2 separate regions of the Mus musculus genome follow, and region 1 is linked to region 2. The links are chromatin contacts, called in public HiChIP or PLAC-seq maps. All regions are on one chromosome and are shown on one strand. Each heading gives the region's core, a stretch centred on a gene start, on an enhancer-like site or on the middle of the called end of the contact. The rest is flanking DNA. Distances are from core to core; before and after follow the strand shown.

The links. HiChIP or PLAC-seq counts read pairs in DNA pulled down with a chosen protein or histone mark.
Region 1: an H3K27ac HiChIP or PLAC-seq map of embryonic stem cells shows a contact between it and region 2, with 2.9 times the contacts expected there. The contact joins the promoter of Dusp12 here to the enhancer-like site in region 2. A contact is called at or near these places in 5 of 39 promoter capture datasets (the C10 cell line, the HPC-7 cell line, neural stem cells and 2 more), 2 of 15 datasets of contacts at CTCF or cohesin (the NIH/3T3 cell line and large pre-B cells), 89 of 484 Hi-C or Micro-C datasets (3T3-L1-derived adipocytes, the AtT-20 cell line, B cells and 54 more), 23 of 115 datasets of contacts at active chromatin or transcription factors (the 230-238 cell line, the HPC-7 cell line, the NIH/3T3 cell line and 13 more) and 5 of 9 other capture datasets (adipose tissue, embryonic stem cells, liver and 2 more).

Annotation. Positions count from the first base shown.
Region 1 is chr1:170,883,850-170,890,492 of GRCm38.p6, forward strand. It overlaps Dusp12 (dual specificity phosphatase 12), which reads right to left and starts at 1,691. Exons shown (of 6, transcript NM_023173.2): 1 at 1,218-1,691. The coding sequence starts at 1,558.
Region 2 is chr1:171,085,528-171,092,515 of GRCm38.p6, forward strand. No RefSeq gene overlaps it. Among named protein-coding and RNA genes, the nearest start is that of n-TGgcc14, 7.1 kb to the left of the region's middle. Within about 2 kb of position 4,549, at least 8 of the 459 cell types and tissues checked have an H3K27ac peak or open chromatin away from gene starts, as enhancers often do. A contact at or near this core is called in embryonic stem cells and trophoblast stem cells, where this site is marked.

The sequences.
Region 1 (6,643 bases), core at 441-2,940, 200 kb before region 2:
TGGTTTTTTGGTTTGTTTTTGTTTCCGAGGCAGGGTTTCTCTGTATAGCCCTGGCTGTCCTGGAACTCACTTTGTAGACCAGGCTGGCCTCGAACTCAGAAGTCCGCCTGCCTCTGCCTCTGCCTCCCCAGTGCTGGGATTAAAGGCGTGCGCCACCACCGCCCAGCCTCAATCACTTTTCTATACAACTGTCCAGTCTTAATTATTCCAAGAATGTGAACCGTTTTTGTCTTAGTCAGGGTTTCTATTCCTGCACAAACATCATGACCAAGAAGCAAGTTGGGGAGGAAAGGGTTTATTCAGCTTACACTTCCATGCTGCTGTTCATCACCAAGGAAGTCGGGACTGGAACCCAAGCAGGTCAGGAAGCAGGAGCTGATGCAGAGGCCATGGAGGGATGTTCCTTACTGGCTTGCTTTCCCTGGCTTGCTTTCTTATAGAACCCAAGACTACCAGCCCAGGTGGGTGGGACCTTGATCACTAATTGAGAAAATGCCCCACAGCTGGATCTCATGGAGGCACTTCCCCAACTGAAGCTCCTTTCTCTGTGATAACTCCAGCCTGTATCAAGTTGACTCACAAAACCAGTCAGTACAGTTTTCCTTTGGTCCGTGAATGTTTCTCTAAACTTGCCCGTCACGTATAACTTTGATTAAAAATCCTCCAGCATGGTTTCACACTCAAGGTGTGCAGCCCTCTGGACAGAAGCAGGTGGACATCTGTGCTTTTTGAAGCCAGCCTGCTCTACATAGCGAGTTCCAGGCCTGCCAGATCTATACAGTAAGACCCAGTCTCAAAAAACAAAAAGTCACATGTTTTTCCCTTGTTAATCACAGTGGCCTTTAGGGCGAGGAAGTATCACGTATTTTCACCCCAATACATCTGACCTGTATTACATTCGCCGGCTTGAGTGTCTGACTTCTCTTACAAATCTGATAAACTTTAACCTAACCCCCAAAATATAGACAAGCAGATAGAACGATGGACGAATGGACGGATAGATGGATGCACAGACAGACAGACAGTTGCTGCAAGATGAAATCAAACAAAACACTAACCAAGGGCGGGTTTTGGAACCCTCATTGGAACCACACACCCCAAGGGAAGATGAGGAACGAGGGTCTTGGCTCTGACAGCCTGGAACCTCCACTTTTGGGCGCCTCTGCAGAGAGGCGAGACCCGGTGCAAGGCACCGCCCCCCTGCACGTGGCACTCACCAGTGCACCAACACCGCGCGGCCTTCGGAGCGAGCCTGGCCGATGAAGGCCACGCAGCGATCCAGGTGGCTGAGCAGGTCGGTCTCGGGTTTGTCCAGCGCCGGCACGAAGAGGCTCCGGAGACCTTCGAACCCAGCCCCAGCCGGGAAAGCCGGTTCAGAGTCCACCGTCAGCACGGCGGTGATGCCCGCCTCCCTCAGATGGCCCGGTTCCGCCACTGCCGCTGCCCCACCCAGATACAGCCCGGGCCGCACTTCCACGGCGTGCCCTGCCGAGCTGGCGGGACTGGCAGTCGGAGCCTGGCGCTCGCAGCCATGGTTAGAACCCTGCGCTTCCAACATGGCAGAGCCAGGAAGCCAGGCAGCCGCTGCCCGCCACCAAGTCACCGGCTAGAGTGACTGACTCCTGTGTCGGAATAGCTCCAGCCGCTCAGCAGCGCCGTGGGAGGACCATGGCAATAGGGAAAATGACTGCTTCTGGGGAAGGTGATGTGAGCCGTGCTCGGGCTGTGTGCTTAAATAAGCTCCATTTAGAGCAGCTTTTCCACCCAACCTTCTAAAGTCCAAGGCAGAAAAATAAAGTCTCCATTCATCCGTTGCTGGTAGGACCACAAACTTGTACAGTCACTATGGAAATCAGCTTGGAGGTTCCTCAGGAAAATGGGAATCTATCTCAAGATCCAGCAAAGCCACTCTTCCTACCATTTGAGACATTTGCCCAACCATGTTGCCTATTGATGCCTCATAATAGCCAGAAATTGGAAACAACCTAGATGTACAACAGAAGACTGAATAAAGAAAATGTGGTACATTCACACAATAAGGTATTACTCAGCCATTTTAAAAAAAAAAAATAAAATTTGCAGATAAATGGATGAAACTCGGGAAAAAAAAATCATTCTGAGTGAGGTAACCCAGACCCTGAAAGACAAATCTGGTATGTATAAGCTTATATGTGGATATTAGCTGTGATAACTGATGTGTTAAAATAGAGGCTCGAGTCTGAACACAGTACACTGGGCCCAAACAGTTCCACGTGTAAGAATTTTATTGGGGGATGGGAGGGAGGTGGCGGCAGAAAGAGAAGTGAGGGAGGGAGGGAGAGGGAGAGATGGGGGCAGCTCTGGAGTGGGATGTTCTTCTTGAGGCTTTTGGGGTAGAGAGGGAAGAGCTTAGGCGGAGGGTAGGACTTTGTTGAGATATTTAGGGATGCTGTATAATAAAGCGTTTACTTATCTAAGCCTAAGTTACCGTGCTGTTGTAGCTGATCTGCCTTCTGTGATCCTCTGAGGCCAGAAACTACAGTTTCTGGCAACTAGCACCTCTTCTTCAAGCCACAAGAGAGATAGATAGATATGTCTATCTCAGCAGGAACTGCTGGGCTCTAACTTTCAGCCTGCTAGTCCGGTCTCAGGAAGAGAAGACACTTAGATAAATAATTATAGAGTTTATTACCAAGTTGTAAAAAGTTTCCTATGAAAGCTATCTAAGGGGAAAAGCAGAAAGATCCTGAGTGGGTAAAGGGAAAAATTCTCTAAGTGGGGAAAGGGAAAAGAATCTAGTCTAAGTGGGGAAAGGCAAAAAAGTCTCCTCTATTGATCTTAGCTCTCCATTGATCTTAGTTCTCTATGATTCTTTCGTGTCTCTTTGTCCTTGGTACTTATACGTCTTCCAGAATACATGATCACATGTTACAAGTTCATCACAAGTTCACACAAAAAATCAAATCATAAATTGAAATAGAAGTTTACAGCAGAGAATGTTTACATGCATATCCATTAGGAGTGATTATCTAGCTAAACATCGATCACCTGTCTCAGCTCCACAGGTTCACTGAAGGTTTAAATCCATAAGTTATAAAGTGAAGGTTTGTATAGATAAGCCCAGTTGGTATTTTATCTTCTGTCCTAGCACCTACAATAAATTGTTAGTTGCCTTTTAATGACCTTTGGTTAATTGTTTTACAACCTCTTGGAATGTGCTCTGAGTAGGAGAAGGTCTGGTTACCATCTAAGAGCAATTAACTGGTGATACTTGGGAGAATGACAGATTTCTCATTGCAGCTTTGACTATCAGAAAAGGACCTAACAGCAGTCCTGTTATAAAAGAGCTTAATAATCAGATATAATTTTAGGAATTCCTATAGGATCATCATGAAGACTTAAGTTATCTATTTGTCTATATAGCAACACGACAAGATCTTCATGGATCTGCAGAGATCTGCTCCAAAAGGGTGTGCTACTACTTAGTGATTGTTATATATATTTAATAGTAACAGAAAAAGCATATTAACAGGAAAAGCATATTAATAGCAGGAATCTTTCCTAAAATTAGTCCCTCACAGCCTTGCTTAATGAGGGCTCACCTGTTGCAGATTATATAATAATCCAAAGCAGGCCACTTCAGGATGATCATCTGCTTCCTATTATGGCTCCTGACAGAGTGGGGGGGGGAGAGAGAGGGAGAGAGAGGGAGAGAGAGAGAGAGAGAGAGAGAGAGAGAGAGAGAGAGAGAGAGAGAGAGAGAGAGAGAGAGAGAGGTGTTCCCTTTATTTATATGGAAAACGATGAAACACAGGTAAAAGTGGGAGATGAGCCAAGTAGATTCTGGGAATATGGTGCCTGTTGTCTTGGCAACATGTCTGCAGGTCACCCTGTCACCTATGTGATGTCATAGGTTTGGAGGTCCTGATGCCAACAATAACCAAGCTACAATCCACAGAATCAACTGAGCTTTAGTGTAGAGTAGGGGACAAGAGAGGAAAGACAGCTCTCCCTAGGAAAGGGAAATAGAAGAGTAGTTATGATGGGTTGGGGGTTGACTAGAACAGAAAGATCAAATGGGGAAGGGAAGAGAAAAGCAGGGAGAGATATAAAAGTAAATTTTATATGAGTGGGGTGGCATGAAAACCTAATGCAGTAGAGCTTCCTAAAATGTATATGTCTATGAAAGCAATCTAAATGAAATGTCCAAATAATGGGGGACACAGATTCCCAACTGGACATCTCTTGTCACCAAATGAAGCTTTTAGTGCCAGGACTGGGTTACATCTAATTGAGTTGTCAGTCAATGGGGTCTCATGGAAATCCCCAAACAATTCAAGCTGTTGCCAAGACTATAGGTTGCTCTCACCAACTGATGGCAGGGCTCCATTGCTGAAGACACCATCTACATATCGCACTGAACATGGAGAAGTCGAGCTGGCGCCTTCATAGAGCCTGCACCCATATATACTAGCGTCTTTGGTACAGGAAGGTACTATACACGCTACCAAAGGAGAAATGTAAACACCAACCCAGCCATAACCCCTTTGATCTACAATGGTGTCCTGACTGCAGAATATCCTAGTGCAATGGTGGCACAAGCTTGTGGCACTAACCAACCAATATCTGATTTGACTTAAAGCCCACTACACCAGATAGAACCCATACTGAACTCTGCTTGGGTGACCAGGAACCATGAGATTTGATAGCTGTAGTGGTTTGAATATGCTTAGCCCATGGGAAGTAGCACTATTAGGAGGTGTGGCCTTGTTGGAGTAGGTGTGGCCTTGTTGGAGGAAGTGCATCATGGTATAGGTGGGCTTTGGGGGCTCCTAGTGCTCAAGTTCTGCCCAGTGCAGAAGAGAGCCTCCTCCTGGCTACCTGTGGAGGATAGTTGCTGCTGCCTTTAGATCAAGAGGTAGAACTTTTGGCTCCTCCAGCACCATGTCTGACTGGAAGCTGCCATGCTTCCCGCCATGATAATGGACTGAACCTCTGAAACTGTAAGCCAGCCCTAATTAAATGTTTGCCTTTAGAAGAAAGAGTTGCCTTGGTCATGGTGTCTCTTCACTGCAATAAAACCCTAACTAAGACAATAGCCAGGGACCTAAGGTAAAACCAAATACTGCTGCTTTAAAAAAGAAGAAAGAAAGAAAGAAAGAAAGAAAGAAAGAAAGAAAGAAAGAAAGAAAGAAAGAAAGAAAGAAAGAAAGAGAAAGAAAGTGAAAGAAAAGAAAATCATAATGACATTCTGCTATACATGTATAGATCAGTGCCTTGCTCAGCCATCATCAGAGAATCTTCCTCCTGCAGCAGATGGGAGCAGATACAGAGACCCACAGTCAGACATTCTGTAGAGAGTGAGAGACCTTGAAACTCTCAGCCCTAAGTAGAATATCTTCATCAAATCCTGCCCCTCAGGGCTCCCAGACCCTGCAGAAGAGGAAGCAGAAAGAATGTAAGAACCAGAGAGGATTTAGGGCAGCAAGAAAAAAGACTTTCTCAAGATGGCAGAATCGATCTGCGCACATATGAACTCACAAGGACTCAGGGCGCATGCACAGGCGTGCTCAGGTCTGCACCAGATGGAATCCTAGAACTGAAAGAAGTAGAAACAAACCCATCCCTAACTCAGAAGCAATCTCAAGCTGATAAATGACTGATTTTGGAATTCCTTAAATTCCAAAAGACAAATAGCTAGCTGTGGTGTCTATTAGCATACCAAAGGGTATGCTGGCCTCCAGGCTACTGAGTATCTGTCTGTCAAACATTCCCCAGTCCATGCTAGCATCCTAACCCTCTTTCTCACTTCCTCCCCTTACCCTAAACCTCCCCAACTCAAGGGCTTTCCCCTCCCTAGCTTAGCTGCTCTTTCTCCTTATAACCTTGCTCTTTTAGCTAACTCTCTCTCTCTCTCTCTTTCTCTCACTCACTCGCTTGCTCTGCTCTCCCCTCCTCTTTCTCTCCCCCCCCATCTCACTCCTCTCCCCTTCTCTTTGCTCTCCTCTGTGTCATCACGTCCCTGCTCCATCCCTTCAACCCCACCCCAACCCCATCTGCTCTGCTTCTGCTTCTCTCGTGGCCAGGTCCAGTCTGTTGCCCATGTCCAGTCTACTTCTTTCTCTCTCTTCCGTGAACTCTTTCAGATGCCTCTGGCTGTTTTATCTCATATCTACCTTCCCCTAAGGCCATACTATGAGTGGTAGTGTCATCAGTTTCTAAAATAACCACTTGCAAATGAAAGTTTAGTTTTCTACAAGGGAGTCTCACTGAGAAACAAAGTCCTCTTAAGGGTAGGATGCACGCCCAGCAGTAGATGGTTAAGAGAAAAGGAACTCATCTGCAGCTTTGGAGGTTTCTTGCCTCTTGTTATACCCAAGTTGCAAGTACCCCAAAGAGCACCAAGGAGTCAATTCCAATGCAAACACATAAGGGTCTTTATTATGAGCTCCTGATCAAGGTCTCTTACCATCCCTGTTGCAGCTGGTCAGAGTGAGAGCCCTGAGTCTAGGAGTGCAGGGTATTTATTGTAGTTACAGCAAACTTGGGGAATTTCCATATGGGTCAACAAGCTAATATTTTAAAAATTGCATTTCTGGCATAATCTGCAGGAATCGAACATGGGGATAAAACCACAGGACAAACAGGATGGCTAAGTTATCTA
Region 2 (6,988 bases), core at 3,299-5,798:
GTAGGCTGCCCCCCCCCCCGTCCCACCTCCACCCTCCGCCCCACGCGCACACCCCGGTGTCTGTTTCGCACAGCCTTCTCTCCTTACACGGCTGCCCCGAGGCCGGCCGCACAGTCCCTTCTGGATGCCCTTTCGGACTGGTGCCCCATGGCGCCCAGGAATCGCCTTTGGTGGCAGGGATGGGGTGGAGTCGGGTCGGAATAAGCACTGTGTGTTCCGCCCGCAGGTTCTGCTGGTACCTCTCACCATACTACCCATTGAGGTGGAGCACAGTCCTCCGCTCAGCACTCAGGATCCGGCACTGTGCTGGCAGGGTCAGGACGGAGGCAACCGGGCAGGGCACGCATCCGCTGTGCAAAGGTTTTTTTTCCGACTCGCATCCACCACTGTGGCCAGGACACCAGGATCCCGAGAAACAGTGGCTTTACAACTCCCCGATTATCCTCTGCTCGCCCAACCCGCTCTGGGGGCTTGCCTGGGAAATCGTGGCTCGTCTCGCGCACAATGGCGGTCCCTGTGAAGTCGGGGCGCGGGAACCACACCATGAGCTTGTTCCTCTGCAGCGGACATCTGCCCCGCAATAACAACTGCCCACTGGAACCCCTTCCGACCCTGCAACCGTCCCTCTCTCCGTGCCACCACCACCACCACCACCAAGACCACCACCAGCACCGTATTCCATTCTCCGATATCTCCTATACATATTCCCCCCTTCAAAAAAAAAAAAAAAAAAAACTAAAACCCCAAATATACATAATACACAGAGTTGTGTGTGTGTGCGTGTATGTGTCTGTATGTGTGTGTATTGATAGATACATATAGATATATACCTATACATATCATATATGGTTATATGTTCATATATGTGGGTATATTAAAAGATTAATGCGTGTCCCTGTGTGTGTGTGTGTGCCTGCACGTGCTCTTTTGTGACTATATCCTAATTTAAAATATCCCGTTTATTTTAACGTACATTTGACTGCATGGCTGGCTACCTGTGCTCAGGTACCCTGTGCCTGTTTCCTCAGATCTTCCTGTGTGAATCTTTCCGTGCCTGGCTCTATCCCAGGATTCTTCTGCCTCATTGATCTTTTACATTTCAGTTCCTGCCAAAGCCATAGGCCATAGGCTTTTTAATTGACAGGTGATGCATCCATGATACTCCAGATATTCACTCTACAATTCCCCCATTTAGTCCAATAAAAGGCTTCCTTTTGCTGGGCGTGGTGGTGGCACACACCTTTAATCCCAGCACTCGGGAGGCAGAGGCAACTTTCTAAAGTTGCCAAATACTATGGCCTGGACATTGTACATGTATATCATACCTTATAGTTTTCATAATTGTTATAATTATATTCAATTTATATTTGAAAGAAAAGAAGCCTTTTTGTGTTTTTTTGTTTTGTTTTTTGAGACAGGGTTTCTCTGTATAACTCTGGCTGTCCTGTAACTCACTCTGTAGAGCAGGCTGGCCTCGAACTCAGAAATCCGCCTACCTCTACCTCCGGAGTGGTAGGATTAAAGGCATGCGCCACCACTCCTGGTTTAACCTAATTTCTATTGTATTTGCATTACCATCCTAAAAACATCTTCTTAGACCTAAAATATCTTCTTAAATTCTAAACAAATTAAGCTTATAGTGATACTTTGTATCAATATTCAAAATTACCTACCAATACAATAAAATATAACCTTATTTTTGCATCAAAATACAAAGATCTCTATCAATGTAAGATTATGGCTATAAAATCTCTTTTGGTTTAAGCGTAGATTCAATAATCTACCCTATTTGTTTAGTTTCTTATATTTCTGTATCCCCCTATTTCTTACCTAACTAAGAAAGAAGGGAAGAGGGGCTGGAGTGTTGGCTCTTTGGTTAAGAGCACTGACTGCTCTTCTAAAGGTCCTGAGATCAAATCCCAGCAAGCACATGGTGGTTCACAACCATCCATAATGAAATCTGACACCCTCTTCTGGTGTATCTGAGGATAGCTACAGTGTACTTGAATATAATAAATAAATAAATAAATAAATAAATAAATAAATAAATAAATAAATCCTTAAAAAAAGAAAGAAGGGAAAAGAGAAAACGAAAGGAAAAAGAAACCCATGAATATAACCTCCCTATTTTGCCTCCTCCTTGTCCAAGACCATAATTATTTGTAACCATCCTCTAAAATGACAACATATAACTCACAAAATGACCAAAACTATCTACCCCCAACTTAAGGGACTGGGACAACAGTCTTCTGATAATTGCTTCCTGCTTAATTGGGGTGAAGAATTCCTTTTGTGGGGCCCAAGAAAATTAGAAACGTGGTTAGTCTTAAGAAAGCCAGCTGTAGCATGTGTTATTTAGTCTCTATATGTTGAGAAAGCTTGGAGTATAATTAAAGTCGTAACTGGAACAGAACAGTCTGAAAGGTTGGATCAAGCAAGCTAGCTGTTCTGAAGTTATCCCAGAAGTCGGTCTTTAGAGGAAACAGCTATGATGCCGTTGAGGCAGGATCAAGCAGGGAGCTGGAACAGCAGGGCTCAGCATCTGAGCATCTCCAGAGTGAATCCTATCAAGGCTGCCTCCTGGCCCTCCATTCTGTAGTATACAAACCTTACCAGCAACACACAGTTCTATAAAGAGATTGGTTGGAATGCACAGGTGAGCAGATCAATTAAGGATGATTTCCTGATCTTAGTGCAGGTAAAAGACAACTGCCTTTCTTCAGAAGATAGTTTGATCATATAAACAAACTGTACTATGAATCTCCATTCATGCCATATGAAAGGATGGTATGCAGTAAGTTATGAGAATTCCATAGCCTACAGGCTTTATTAGACATGCAAGCTGAAGTCCTGGCTGGGGACATTTCTTGTCTCAGGCAGTTTCAGAGCTGCCCCAAAATGGAGGGTACAGCAAAGACATTGTTTGTTTCTTTGTTTCTTTGTTTGATCTTCTTGATTTTCTCTCTTCAGCCATCTCCTCACATTTTCCCTGGCAAATCTCTCAGTGCCTGGCTCTATGTAGTCTCCCCTCCCCCAGCCTGAAACCTGCTTGCTCAGGGGTGGAGCTTCCCGCTCAATCGTTCTGCCACGCCCACTGCTGGAACCTACCGCTTTGCTGTTTGGAGCTACACACGTGGTCACCCTGCTACTGGATTCCGAGATTATTTGGCGGGAATTGGGCCCCTCCCCCTTCCTTCATAACGGAGTGCCAAAATAGTAAAAATTGAACCTTGAGCAGAGAGAGACCTTTGTCTTGGTTCCTTCCTTATCTCGCGCAGCCCAGCCCCTCTTCTCTTCCAGGTTTCCAAAATACCTTTCCAGGCTAGAACTCAGGTTGTGATCTACTGGCCAGACACAACAGCTCTATCCCAGAATTCTTTTTGCCTCCTGGATCATCCACCTTCTGTTTCCTGCTAAAGCCATGGGCTTTTTAACTGACAAATGTTGCATCTACAATAACACAAGATTTTTTTTTCCTCTATGGACTTCTTTTAGTTGTCACCAAATATAGTCCCTGGTTTTGTAAGTGTGGGCACTTCTGTTTCTGCCCCAGTTCCCAAATAATGGCATGGAATCTATATTTATTTAAGAATGCCTAGGCCTTATGCTAGGCTTGTTGCCCTCTGGCTCATAACCTAATTATCCCATTTACACTAATCTAAGTTTTGTCACGAGGCTGGTTAGTTGTCTATCATCAGTTTCATATGTCCAGCTTCCTCCCAGTCTGGGTGGCCAATCTCCCGTGCCTGACTCCTTTCCAGAGTTGTCCTCTGTCTCTGGAAGTCCCACCTTGTTACTCTGGTTTTTTGTTGTTGTTGTTGGTGGTGGTGGTTTGTTTTTTTGTTTGTTTTGTTTTTGTTTTTCTGCTATAGGCCATAGGCTTTTTATTTTAACCAATCAGAAGATGATGGAGAAGTTTCATTTTACAACCTTATGGGCTCAGGTTACTGTCCTCTGTTCAGACTGCCTTTGTTTGTTGCAAGAAATATTAAAAAGAATGAACCAGCTTGTTCCTGCACTTGTGTTAGCAACTTGGTGCCCCGGTGGCCTGGATGGCCATGCACTGGCGGGCAATGGACGATCTGTTTTCATCTCGTGGAGACTCTCTGGCCTGAAGCTCCCAAAACTTCTCCACTCAGCTTGCTAGGTTCCCACTGGCCGGTCGCTATCACTCCAGCCCCATGCTTTAAAACTTTTGTGGTGCACATCAAGCAAACCCACCATGCTTCGCCGCTGTACCTTTCTCTCTTGAACCCAGACAAGCCACTGTGTGAAGGAAGATGCAACACACACTTAGTTCAGAAACAGCAGTAACTCAATTGCTGTGCGCAACAACTAAAATCCTAACTTTGTAAACCATATTAAATCTAAATCCTCTGGTGGTGAATCCTACAGATCCGCCACTGAAGCCAGGAGACACTAGTAATTACATCTTGTCCTAAGCTATCCCTATCCAAAAAGACTTAACTCTCTCCTGCTTCCTCTCTTCCTCTGTCCAATCTGGAAGTCCTTCCTACTTGCCCAGTGATTGACTCTTTCATTTTAAGAGGATTGGTTCACAAGAAGTCACCTGAGTATGTGACTCACTCCTTGTCTACAACCCCTCCCAGGAGAGTGGAATTAGCATCAAAATACAAACAGCATCTGCTATTCACAACATTTGTTTAAACTCTTAAACTTGTCTTTACTGTTTTCCCCAATCTGTAAGATCCTTAAGGGATCTAATTGTGTAACAAAATCTGTCTACAGAGGGCAGGCAGCTTTTCTGGAGGCCCACAGTTATCTGTTTCAAATGAGTGTCAATATGTCTTAGATAGCTAAGTTAATGTTTAAAGAGAAATTATAAGTAGTGCCAATACAGTACAAAAAGGCCTCATCACTTTGATCAAGCCTTTCATCAAAAACAAAACAAAACAAAAATAGTCTGGGCAATGGTGGCTCATGCTGTTTATCCCAATGCTCTGGAAGCAGAGACATGAACATCTCTGAATTCAAGGCCAACCTGGTCTACAAAGTGAGTTCCAGGCCAGATGGCCAAAGCTACACAGACCAAGTCTGTCCCAAAAATACCCACCCCCAAAATAAAATATCACTGTTAGGATCTGGTGAGATAGCTCAGCAGTTAGAAGCACACACTGCTAATCCAGAGGACCCGAATGATATCCACAGCATCTATGTATAACTCCCACTTCAGAGGGTCCACTGCCTCTGGCCTTTGTTGTCACCTGTACTCACATGCACAGATACAAATACATAATTAAAAATAAAAATATTTAAAATTGCAATGTTGGGTATGATCACTTGTATGGGAAACGTTGCTCCACCTAGTCCCATAAATCCAGGCATTTCCTTGAGCTATCCATCCCTTTGGTCCTGAGCCACTGCTATCTATTATGAGTTGCTATTCACCTCGTAGCCCAACAGTGTTGACAGGACTGGCTTATGTTGCTCAATCTGGCTCAGGTCCAAGGAGGAGCCAGGTTGTATATTTTTGCTTCTCTGTGCCTGTCACACCTCAATTGTTTAAACCCTTTATATCATCAAATTCTCTAGAACAGGTGTGTGTGTGTGTTTCAGACTTTAAAGTCTGTGGTGGTTTGAACATGCTTGGCCCAGGGACAGGTCCTATTAGGAGGTATGACCTTCTTGGAGTAGATATCGCCTTGTTGGAGGAACTGTGTCACTGTGAGGGTGGGCTTTAAGACCTTCCTAGCTGCCTGGATGCTTAGTCTTCTCCTGTTTGCCTTTGGAACAAGATGTAGAACTCTCAGCTCCTCCAGTGCCAGGGCTGCCTAGACACTGCCATGCTTCTTGCCATGGTGATAATGAACTGAACCTCAGAACCTGTAAGCCAGTCCCAATTAAATGTTGTCCTTTATAAGAGTTGCCGTGGTCATGGTGTCTCTTCACAGCAATGGAAACCCTAAATAAGGTAGACGTTGGAACCAAGGACTAGGGTAGTGCTGTGATAGGCCTGACCTTGTTTTTGTTTGGAGGAATGTGGATTTGGGGACTTTGGATTTGTAAAGCAGTGGAATGCTTTAAGTGGGGTTTAATGGGCCATCCTAGTAGGAATATGAAGGATATTGGTGCTGAGGGTGATTTGAGCTGTGTTGACCTGGCCCAGTAGAGGAGAATTTTAATATGGGGCCTAGATACTGTTCTTGTGATATTTTGGTGAAGAAGGTGACTGCTTTTCGACCCTGTCTGAAGAGTCTACCTGAGGCTAAGGTAAAGAGACTTTTTATTTGCTTTGACAAAGGAAGTCTCAAACAGCCTGGTATAAATTCTGTTGTGTGGTTACTAAAGTTCACTCTTATGAAGAGTGTTTTTATGAAAAGTAGCGAGCTGAGAAAGGAAAATACAAAAATGTATGGTACAAAGAATAAAGAGGCACCTGGAAGCAGACTGGAGCTGAATCCTTTATTAAAGGAAATAAACAGATTAAGCAAGGAACAGACCTCAGGGCAAGATCCCACCCAGCTAAACTTACTGTTTGTGCTTTTGCAGTTGAATAAGAGATAGTTATATTTAGGCATTTTCATTACCTGGTTATTGTTTTCATTTGGACTTTTCATGCGGAACGAACTACAGTCTAGAAACGAAGGACCCACCTGTGATCCAGATTTTAAGGCTGGAAGACACAGAGTTCTGATCTAGATTTTGAGTAATAGTGGCCATGAAAAGCTTAGGCTCAGGCATGGTGGTACACACCTTTATTCAAAGGAGACAAAGGCAAGCAGATCTCTGAGTTCAAGGCCAGCCTGGGACAGAGAAAGTTCTAGGTGAAGAAAAGCTGAGGTCCAGGCATGGTGATACATGCCTTTAATCCCAGCATTTAGAAGACAGAGCCATGTGAATCACTGGGTTCAAAGTCAGTCTACCTAGCAACTTCCATAGCAACCAAGCTTAGGCAGTGAAGGAGTTGGAAAACAGAAAGCTGGTGATGAGGTAATAGAACAAGGGGGCTATGTTCCAGTCCCAGAAA